2 separate regions of the Arachis hypogaea genome follow, and region 2 is linked to region 1. The links are chromatin contacts, called in public Hi-C maps. All regions are on one chromosome and are shown on one strand. Each heading gives the region's core, a stretch centred on a gene start, on an enhancer-like site or on the middle of the called end of the contact. The rest is flanking DNA. Distances are from core to core; before and after follow the strand shown. Region 1 holds the start of LOC112790542 (mitogen-activated protein kinase kinase 6). Region 2 holds the start of LOC112790545 (protein TIFY 10A).

Region 1 (5,695 bases), core at 1,398-3,897:
ATAGATCAAATTTTAGGAGGAAGCAGAAAAGGCTGATCTAGAAAGTACTTCTGAAAAGAATTGCAGCATAAAAGACACAGTTTCATACTAAGGTTGCTGTCTGCATCATGTCAAGGCTCCAATCTAATTAGCTGATGATCCAAACCTGATCTTTTAGATAGCTGCCGTATTAAGATGAACATGTGAAACAAACTTCTGAAATAAGCATTGCACTTGTTTCAAAATTTTCATGTCATGAATCCATTTGTTTTAGAAAGGAACTTTAAGGAAACTATGTTGACCTTAAAATAATGTGTCAAATAAAAATCAGACGCAATTCAAATAAGGTTATTAAGTGCAGCATGTACTCGCCTTCAGAGCAAACAATCTTCCAACCCACTTATGTTGAACAAGTTGTACTACGCCACCACTACCTTTTCCAATCACTTTGATGGTCTCAAGGTCATCAAGGGAGAAATCGAATTCCAGTTCCTTACCATCAGAAGGCTGTCCAAACAGGAAAATTACAAGTCTAAGATTAGATGCTACAAAGAAAATGAAATTGAATCAAAGTCATCAAAATTGAAACTAACAATAATTGCTGCAAACGATAGTGCAATGTACATTGTTGAAGAAACTAGTAGAGAAAATTGCAACCAAGTAATCAAAACTGAACACCATAACTGATTGAAGATAAGCAATGTAGTTTCTAGATCCTAATAAAACAATGGAAGCTGGCTTTGAAATTCAACTCATTAGGCAAAATTTATGCAAAATTGAAAATAGTATATATATATATATATATATATTAGATTAGAAAGTAGAAACAACAAATGGGAATGTGGAAGAAATAAGAGCTACCCTTGATTCTTTCTCTTCAGATATGAGACGCAGTCCTTTCTGATTTAACAGCAGATCTCCATCATGGAACGTGCCACTTGCAGTCCTGATATAAAGAAAGTTTTCTTCTCATATAAAGAAGACAATTTCCCAAGCTCAAAACATGAAAAAAACAAGTAATCTAAGATACTGCATGTTGGAATTGTTGTCAAACTAACCCACGTGCTAAACTAGTATATTTTGGTAGGTAGCAACAACAAAGCATAAAGAGTGACATAAAGCTAAGGACGGCAATTTTACATGCGAATTTAAGTGGTGAAGCTAAGAAGACATGGGTGAGTGTTAATAGAGAAGATAGAGAGAATATAATTACAGGAATGAAGTGATGGGTGTTTCTTGAGCAGGAACAGCAAGCTTGAGCTGCTTCAATGGTGTTTTGGTCTTCATCTTCATTTGTTTCTTCGTTATTTCAGTGTCAAAGAAATGCTGAATTGATTCAACAATTTGAGCGCACAGAAAGAGGAAGAGAAAGTATTAGAAACAGAAGGAAAAAAACAAAGGTGGGGATACTTTTGGTATATTAGATTTATAGTGAGCATAACTTTGGTATATCATTAATTCAAATGAGGATGACCGCCAATATAATTTCTGCGTTATTTTATAGGGAATTGGATGGCATGGTCTTTAATTAAATAGTTTATCAAAGATAAACTGTAAGTCATTCAATTGACATACGTTATGTAACCAAGTAAGTCATTCAGAGGCCAACACTAAGACATATTCCCAAGTTCCTCCAACTTCTCAATTATTATGCTTCCCTTCATACTCGGCTGAAAGCTCATAATAATCTTGAGCCTATTAAGCATCAAATTGTTGAAACTATAAACCACAACATTCCTATATGTACTGGAAGTGAAAAAAAAAAAAAAAAACACCTTACAAAACAAAGCAGAATTTGTAGTTCCTTTTTGAGTCAGTGAGAATCATTAAGTATGTAACATGTTTGAGAATACTTGTGCATATTAAAATTCTCCACCCTTTTCTAGAATCAAAAGATAAAAAAATTAACAGGAGAGAAAAAAATGGAGCAGATTTTGTACATCATATCAAACTGGAACTGAATTTATTTACTTAAGAGTTTGTATTTATTTGGAGCTCCAAAACACATATCAAAAAGAGTAGAGGCCTTTGGTAGTAGATTACTGTTTCTGTTGCATTCAAATTGCTAGAATTGAAGAAAATTACGAGTAAATGAGGCTGAAACATTGAGGTACTGCTATGATAGTGTGACACAGCAAAAATCTACATAGTGATTCAAAAACTGTATAGTCAAAAGTGAACATTTTCTCAAATCCAGGGGACACAATGATATACAGATCAAAAGGGAAATGTTCAAACACCAACAAGGACTAATGTTTCCATGAAATTTGAAATAGGGTCTGAGAAATCAGTTAAAATTGAACGAACACAGCACCAGAAAATCAACTAACTAATCAAGCAAATTAACAAGTCAACACAACACAGCAAAGAGAGGACTCACCTACCAGAATTTCGGTGACAACGGCGAGCAGAACGGCGACGAGGGAGAGAAGCAGTACGGCGATCACGGCAAAGCAGCACGGCGACCACGGACGGTGGCAACCAGAATTGTGGTGAGTAGATCGGAAGGAGCTAGGGTTTGAGGTGTGTCATAGTGCAGAGCATGTGTGACTTTGTTTAGAATTTAGACTAGAGCATAGAGTTTAGACCGTTGAGAGTTGAGACTGAGACAGTAAAGGAGCCAAAAGGAAGTAAGGAACACTTTACTAAGCTAGCCAGCTTATCTTTTCCTTCAATTAAGTTGGCGCCCGCAGATAATTTAAACTAGTCTTTTTCTTTTTATTTATCTATTATATATTATATGTGTTGAGTTTGAAAAAGTGAAATAATGAGCAAATATTATTTAAATATAAATTAGAAAATTATTAAAATATTATTAATTGTTTAAATTGCTTCCAATGATTTGTTTTATGTTTTTGTTAGTATGCACGAAGCAAATTAGTTTTTAATATTGGGCTAAGATGCAATCAAACCCAATTTAATTATTGAATGGCGAGCCTTATACAAAATTTATTTCATAAATAGTGGCTAATATTAAAAGAGAAAGAGATCCAAAGAGGCTCAAGTGATGAGAGCCAGTTTGGTTACTAAACAAGTTTAGTCCAATAATAATTGTTCACTTCAAGTGGCTAAACAATTAAAAAGCAAAAAAAAAGAAGAAAATGGCCCAAAACCTTAGTCGTTTAGTGGTCATAAACCAAAGAGAATTCAAATTGTCAAAGTTATCATTCTTGGTTATTGAAAGTAAAAATCCAATTGAGTTTAATTTCATTAAAATTATGCTTCGGTTATTAATTCCTTGGTAACCGCAACTCCAAATTCAATTCAATTTAATTTGCATTGATGACTTCCAATGAAAGCTGTTCTCTGTTCTCTTTCCTCTCTCTTTCTTTCGGTCACATCTTTCATTAAAAAAAAAAGAAAGAAGAAAATTAAAGCCACAGAGAAAAGCCTATGTAGAAAGGCTAAGAAAGATTATTTCCATAGAAGGAAAGATTTGAAGAAAGGCTTAAAGATTTGTTGCCAAGGAAGGAAAGAAATGCATCGGTTCATGAAGCAAATCTATCTTGAAAGCGCAACAAAGATTCATTTCCATTTTTGTGAAAAAGATAGCCTTTGAGTCTCAGGTCGGGAAGAAGTAAAAATGGGAAGCTTGAAGCCAGGCTGGGTCAGACACTTATCAATATTCAGAATCAATTCTTGGGGCCAAAGTCAAGATCAATGGCCACGATTGAAGAAAATAGATGAAAAAGGTTGAGAGAGGTACATACATGTAGTTTCGATTTTTTCTCTCTTTTTCTTTTGTTTAAATTGTGACTTAACTTATGTTGGAGAAGAAGTTGCTGGGTTGGTTGAACCGGTTTCAACTTTGGAAGCTTGCCCTTCTATAATAAGGGTGAACGGCCAAGGGTTGAGATCAAGAAGTGAGAGCACACGTTTGGGTTCCCAGAGCTATTTGAGCTAGTTATTCTTCTCCTTCATGGCTTTTATTGAATATTTTTTTTCTCAGTGAGTCTGTCTGTGTTTCATTGGTAAAAGACAAAATGTGAGATTTTGAAAAAAAAAATCCAATGAGTGGAAAAAAGGTAGAGAGTTAAAGAAAAATCCGTAGTTATCTAAAAAATTCTTTGTATGTATTTTCATTTTGTTGTCATGATCCTGAGGAGATTCCCTTGCAAGTTAGGTTAGCACTTTGTGGTTGAAAGCTAGGTTTGAGTCTTACTCAAGTTCAGGTTGGGTTAGAATCTGGACTTGTTCCCTTGCAAGTTGGGTTAACACTTTGCAGTTGAAAGCTTAGTTTGAGTCCAAGTTAGGTTCATATTGGGGATAGAATCTGGATTTGTCCCAGATAGGAATGGGTAGTTCCTAGGGAGAAGTTGGTGTTTGTAATCTTGAAAAAGAGATAATGAAATTCCATTATTGTTGTGGTGGAGACTGGATGTAGGCCACACTGCATCTAGTGGCTGAATCAAGATATATCTGGTGTTAATTCTTCTTCTCTACTCATTTCTCTGTTTCTGTTAATCAGGAGACGAAAACAAAAGTGTCTCTCAACTCGACACGAGACAAAAGCAGAAATATCTCCTAAAGTTTGGTTGAAAAATCAGAGATTGAGATTCAGCAAAAAAGGGGTTAAGATTCAACACCCCTTCTCTTAGCCACTGATTACCATCAATTGGTATCAGAGCTTGGTCTCAAAGAGACCAAGCTTCATAGTTTGGAGGAAAGATCTTGATGGTGAACAACATGGATTTCAACACAGTGGCTTATACTCTGACAGAATGATAATCCAACAACAGATATCCATTCTTCAAAAAAAAAAAAAAAACCAGTCACTGATGGTGGTGTCACTCCTAAAACCGAAGCAGATTGGAACAAAGATGACAAGAAGGTGAAACTAAATGTCAAGGCTATTAACATGCTGAACCGTGCAACCAGCTTCAAGGAATACCTGAAGGTTTCAAGATGCAAAACAATAAAGAAAATCTGGGATAAGATCCAAGTCACACATGAGGGCAACACACAAATAAAAGAAACCAGAAGTGACATGCTTAGCAAAGAGTATGAGATATTCTCTATGAAGGAAGGAGAATCAATTGATGACATGTTCAAAAGATTCTTTATCATCATTAATAGCTTGGACGCTATGGCGATTATTCATTCCGAGCAGATGCTAGTGAGAAAAATCTTAAGAAGTGATAAACCGCTATTTTACAGTTTATTTTGTACTGAATTGAGTGGATTTTATTTCTTATTCTCACACTTATTCATAGAATTCGCATGTTTTACATTTTCCTTCCTAATTTTGTGCTATGATTGAAAACATGCTTCTTTGGCCTTAAATTTGCTAATTTTAATCCCCTTTTATTACCATTCGATGCCGTGATATGTTTGTTAAGTGTTTTTAAGGTTTATAGGGTAGGAATGGCTTAGAGGATGGAAAGGAAGCATGCAAAAGTGGAAGGAATACAAGAAATCGAAGGAACTGCTAAGCTATCAATCCTGACCTCTTCGTACTAAATCAATCATAACTTGAGCTACAGAGGTCCAAATGAAGCGGTTCCAGTTGTGTTGGAAAGCTAACATCTGGAGCTTCAAAATGATATGCAATTTCCCATAGTTTCGTCGCAGTTAGATGATGCACACACGTGGTATGACGCGTACACGTGACTGGTGCGGCAGAAAAGCGACGCGTACGTGATGAACGGATTTTTGACGGTTTAGAATTTCACAAATGAATTCTCGTCAAAGTATAGTCTCTAAACCAACAATAATC
Region 2 (5,695 bases), core at 1,922-4,421, 220 kb before region 1:
TTTAATCCATATAACTAACTCCTATTGTTGTTATTAATGTTATTGTTTGTGTTTATTATTATTATGTCCCTGTCCGTTGCCATCTTTTTTGCCATCTTATGCCAAGGCAAATAGAGCGAATGGAAGACAATTCAAACAAGAATAAAAGCAGCACTACAATATGTATATATATATATTTGAATCCAAAATGATTAAGGTAATAAGAAGAAATTTAGAATCTTAACAATAATTAGAACAGGTAACACGAAATGAATCATCTTAACCTTTTCTTAAGAACATCAACGGAGAAAAATTAAGATGATCCATTTTCACATCTAACAAAACTAAGGTATAGTTAGATCTATGATATAAGCCCCAGCAACAGAGCCCAAAATTAAGATGGACAGACAGACAGAAAGGCTAACCCTATAGCCCAAAAAAGATTTTTAACAATGGGTACACAACCCCCAAAAAAAGGCACAAAGTTTATAATACTATATATATAGTTGCAATCATTCTTGAGATTTAGCACCCAACTCAAGCCATGACATGGATTCAGCTGGCTTGTTAGCGCTCCCAATGGGATTTGCTGCTTGATATGGACCCTTTGATGCAATTCTGCAAAATCAAAGAACATAAAATTAAGTCAATTGGGTAAAATCAACTTGATTAAAAGGTCAAAGCTTTAATTATATGTGAATTGCAGCTTCACTTTGTGCAAGGGGAAAAATCAATTCAAAGAAACTAATTTCATTTCATTTTTGAAGTACCTAAGTAATCAAGTTTGTTTGTTTCAGTCAAAGGATAAAAAGGAGATTTTCTTTTTTAGAGGAAACCAAATGAAACATGAACCAAAGAAGACCAAACATGTGAGAAGCCTTTTATCAATTAATTTGATTGGAGGATCACAGCTCTAAAAAAGGTTAAGACATACAAAACATTGAGAGACCAAGCAAAACACCAATCTTTAAAATTGTTCTTTATTTTTGGTTGAGAGTGCCTACCTATCCTTTCTCTTCTCCAGGAACCGATGAAGCGAAGCTTTTCTTGCAATTGGTAGATCTGCATCGAAAGGAAAATTTATGATCAGCAAAAACTTGATCCACAACAACACAAAAGGTTTTCTTTTCAGCCAAGTTACAAATAGTAGATCCAAAAGAATAATTACCACAAACAACAGGTCTGGACTGAGGTTTTGAGTGCTCGTGGATCGAACTGCTACCGGAACTTGCAACAATATTCACGTTAGGAAAGGCTTGAGCACTCGAATCAGCAGCAGATGTTCTGGCCAAATTAGGAGGAAATGAAGGCTGGCTCTGAGTGTAGGTGTAGACAGAGTTGTTCTGGGTTTGAGAGACTCCTTTCTTGGCAAAAGCCATGAGCTCGTTCGCCTTCTCAGCAGGACAATCATCGAGCACAACAACTTGACCATTATAGAAGATTGTCAATTGTGCAGTTTTCAGGCCCTTGCTCACAGACTTAACTGCACTGCAAGTCATGAATAAATAATCACACATTAGCCTAACCAAAAATTTTAATACAATTGGAGGGTTTTTGGTAATGACACCCGTTAAGGATTCGAGAACAGGAAAGTTTCTAACATAATTGAATGTATTAGTCATAGTCACATGAAATACAGGAGTGGGTACGCAATACACAGTACGCCATATGCATGCGGTACGCGTAAATTGGTACCCGGTACCCTACATAATTGGTGAATTCATGTAACTAGGTTATGGAATTAGTAACTTAACCTTTTATTTCTTCAATTCAATTTTTCCACTAGAACCCTTAAATTAAATTGCAATAAAAGTAGTTCCCAAATTGGGATTTAGATATGTGAAATTCAATTATTGATTAAATCTATAACAATTATGAATAGGTATGTTACACATAATAAGCTTTTTTCCATATCAATTATCAAATTGTTAAGGAATGGGAAGTAATAAACAAACCTGGAATTGATCAAGTTTGGAATTTCTTCAGAGGGAAGATTGGCACGATAAGCACCTTGTGGAGAGAGCAAACCCATGGCTGTGCCAGTGAGTGTGAGGCTTTTTGGTGCAACGTTGTTTTCTTTGGTAGGAAATAGGTTCATAGTTGTTGCAGACTGACACGATGTTTCAGGTGACCCTGCACAATTTCCAGATTCAGATAAATTCTTTTTCGAATTCAAAAAAAATCTTAACTTTGTAAGGACTAAGGAGAAATTTTTTGGATACTTAGGTAGCATACATAAATCCCCAAAAACTAAATAAAATTAGAAGAAATGAATTGCTTCCTTTCATGAAATTTGTTTTCTCCCTATTTCAAAATCAAGGGCAAAATTAATTAAGCCATGTGTTAGATCTGTGAGTTTGAGTTTGAAAAAGATTAATAAATCAATTTCCCATACAAGAAACTTTCAAACCCTTAAGAAAGGAATTAGTTAGTAACAAAAAAAACTTTCAATTTCTTTTTTTTTTTCCTTTAAAGTACTAGCCAAAAAAATATATATATAACCCAAAACGACATAATTTAAGAGCATCTTAAATTTTCGAAAATAATAATTGGGAGAATTTAATTATCCATACCACTTGGTTCGGTGTTGCATGTGATACCGAGGGTAAGATCTCCAAAGTTGCCCTTTTCTTTGATGTATTGACTCAACAAACTGCAAGTCTGAGAGAAGCTCGATTTTTCCGGTGACCTCGCCGGCTTCTGGCCGGAAAATTCCGAGTATTCCGACGAACTAGACATAGTAGCAGTATTCAACCTTAAAAGCACCCAAATATATTTGGCCGTATAGAAAGTTGAAGCAGCGTTAACAAATCCCTAATCAACGGTTGGAGATATTGAAGAGGATTCTAACAAAGAAGGAACCGCTATTTGTGTTTAAAGTACTGATGATCTTCGTCGCCAAGGACTTGATATATAAATGAGAAAACAATTATGACCAATTTTCATTGGCCCAATAAAAAATAAATATATTTGGTGTTGGAGGTGGGAAATTGAAGCACGAGGAATATGTGAGTGTTTTCTTTTTCTTTTATAAAAAAATAAATGAATAAAAAAAGTTAGAGGTTGCTTTTCTTGCTGCTGTTCTCGACTGTATTATTATGCTGTTTCATTTGGTCTCTCCAACCCGACTCTCGCATTACTTTAATTTAATCCATTATCATCATTATCTTTTATTTTTGTTTTTATTTTTATATTTGTTTGGCTTAGTTTGCGTAATTTTATTTTCCACCACGTGTTGTTTCCGCGTCAGTTAAAATTAACGGAAACGGCCAACTGATCCGTATTCCGTAAGGGGGCTGCCTTACTTTCCTTCCCATTTTTACTTTTGTTTCCTCTAATTAATTACCTAAAATATCCAACTAATAAATCAATTTTTTTCACTTAATAATTAGTTAAAAGATTATTTTTTTCCTCCAACATGGAAGAATGAAGAAAGAATAAAAATAAATAAATTTAAATTAAAATTAAATCCTAAATTTTTTATGACAAATACGTAATTTGATTATTTTAGTATTTGATTTTTCACTTTATTATTTTCTCCTTTTATTTTTTTTCTCTCACCAAAATTTAAGTTTAATTATTCCATTTCATCTTATAGTTTTATTTAATTTTTAATTAATTCTTTGAAATTTAAATAATTTAATAACATTTCTACCGTTTAAAAAATTGTTCATTTGAGACCGTATTTTTATCAATTATTAAAAGAAAAAATTAGCTAAAGTTTTTACCAATATTCTATATTCAATTACTGGCTTTTTAATTTCAATATGGTACCGGAACTTCTAACAGACGCCGTTATGGGGGAGGGAGGGGAATGACGAGAGTGTGGTGTCAGTGACCACCCAACTCGCACCGTGCGAGTTCCACTAAGCAAATCTCACCGTGCGAGTTCCGTCCAGCAAATCTGACCGTGCGATTGCCACCACCGAAGACACGTGTCGCGTAGCAGGAGCCACCCCAATTCGGTGCCCTTATAACAGCTCCCTCACTCATGCATTAACTTCTCTCACCCTCCGAGACATCACTCTCCCAGCTTTCGTTTTCAAACCTGAAGCCCCCATTGTTATTCATCTTCCTCCTCTCATTTCTGCATGTTTCAATACATGAAAGAATGCCCAAAAAAAATAAAACTAGAGATGTTGATCGACCTGAGCTTCATATCATGCATTATCTCAGTCACTCTGATTATGTAAGTTTTTTTTTAAGGTTTTTAAATTTTTTTATTTAAAAGTATTAATGTAAAATATTTATTTGTTATGATTGTTGTTATTAGAAGTGCAAATTAGAAATATCCATAGGATAGAATGATTATTACTATTTTTTAGGATTTATATGTATTTTTTAAGATTTATAGAATTTTTGGAATTAATTTTTAGAATATAAGTATTATTGTTAGTGAAATTATTGTTATTATTTAGTAAGTTTGGGACGTTTTTTATAGAGAGCACGGAAATTTTAGAATGTGAATTTTGAATGTTTTGTATTATTATTATAGTTATGTTTATGTTTAAATATAAATATAAGGAAATTAAAAAAATTGGACCCCCAACGGTTATAATTGTAACTAATATTGAGAATAGGTTTAATTTAATTTTTATAGTTATGTTTATGTTTAAATATAAATATAAGGAAATTAAAAAAAAAATTGGAGCCCCAACGGTTTAATTTAATTTTGAAAATAGGTTTAATTTAATTTTTATAATTCTATTTAAATTATTAAGTAGGTATATTGTAATGAATGAAGGTAAATGTTCTTGTTGTTGTGAGTTAGTCTTAGTTTGGGAAACTATTAATTAATTAGTATGAATGATGTTCCAAAAAGAATTTAGGCATAAAGTAATTGTTATAAATGTTTTTTATAATTCAGTGAAATATCTTTAGTTAACTAATGGTATATGCAGTAGTAGGTGGTTAGTGGGTATTATTACATATTATTCAAGATAAATGTGTTACTGTGGAGAGATTTGATTAGGTATTTATGTATTAGTTATCATTATTATCAATAGTTGTTGTGGTATAAAATATTTTTATTTTAGTAGTAACCTAGTAAGTGTTAAGAAGTTGAGTAATACTTTGTTATGAACTTTGCAGAAGTTAAGAATGTTGACATGTGAGCATCCTGTTCCTCCGGATCGGTACAATGATAGGGTAGAGGAGCAGCTACGACTTACTGGCTTTTACCATGCATCACAGATTGGGGTAGTCCAATGTCAAAAGGCATTGGTGAATGCTTTAATCGAGAGGTGGCACCCCGACACACATACGTTTCACCTTCCCATTGGTGAATGTGCCGTCACTCTTGAAGACGTTGCTCTAATACTTGGTCTTCCAACGGACGGACTTCCAGTTACAGGGATGACATTGAGTAGTTTCGAAGCGTTGGAGGCTGAGTGTTTGCATCAATTCGGAGTTGCACCGCGTAAGTCGGAGTGTAGAGGCAGTTGCATTAAATTGAGTTGGCTTCGGGACCTTAAAGAAAATTTACCCTTGACTGATGAAGTTGGTATACAGAGGTATGTCAAATGCCACATTATGTTGCTTATCGGGACGATCTTGTTTGGGGATAAATCAGGTGCAGCAGGTGTGCACTGGAAGTTTCTTCCATTGCTACGTGAATTTGGTAGTATTATACAATACAGTTGGGGATCTGCATGCCTAGCACACCTCTATAGGGCATTATGCCGGGCATCTCGAGTTGACTGTAAAGGCATAGATG

What was found. A called contact is a pair of places that touch in the nucleus more often than the background predicts.
Region 2: a Hi-C map of leaf shows a contact between it and region 1, with 4 times the contacts expected there. The contact joins the promoter of LOC112790545 here to the promoter of LOC112790542 in region 1. A contact is called at or near these places in 2 of 8 Hi-C or Micro-C datasets (leaf and an unstated tissue).

The regions. Positions count from the first base shown.
Region 1 is chr3:50,674,045-50,679,739 of arahy.Tifrunner.gnm2.J5K5, reverse strand. It overlaps LOC112790542 (mitogen-activated protein kinase kinase 6), which reads right to left and starts at 2,647. Exons shown (of 9, transcript XM_025832989.3): 1 at 2,364-2,647; 2 at 1,193-1,305; 3 at 841-925; 4 at 352-486. The coding sequence starts at 1,272.
Region 2 is chr3:50,899,086-50,904,780 of arahy.Tifrunner.gnm2.J5K5, reverse strand. It overlaps LOC112790545 (protein TIFY 10A), which reads right to left and starts at 3,171. Exons shown (of 5, transcript XM_025832992.3): 1 at 2,553-3,171; 2 at 1,935-2,112; 3 at 1,148-1,467; 4 at 984-1,041; 5 at 139-597. The coding sequence starts at 2,718. The coding sequence ends at 492. LOC112790544 (serine/threonine-protein phosphatase 7 long form homolog) reads left to right here and starts at 5,072. Exons shown (of 3, transcript XM_025832991.3): 1 at 5,072-5,695. The coding sequence starts at 5,080.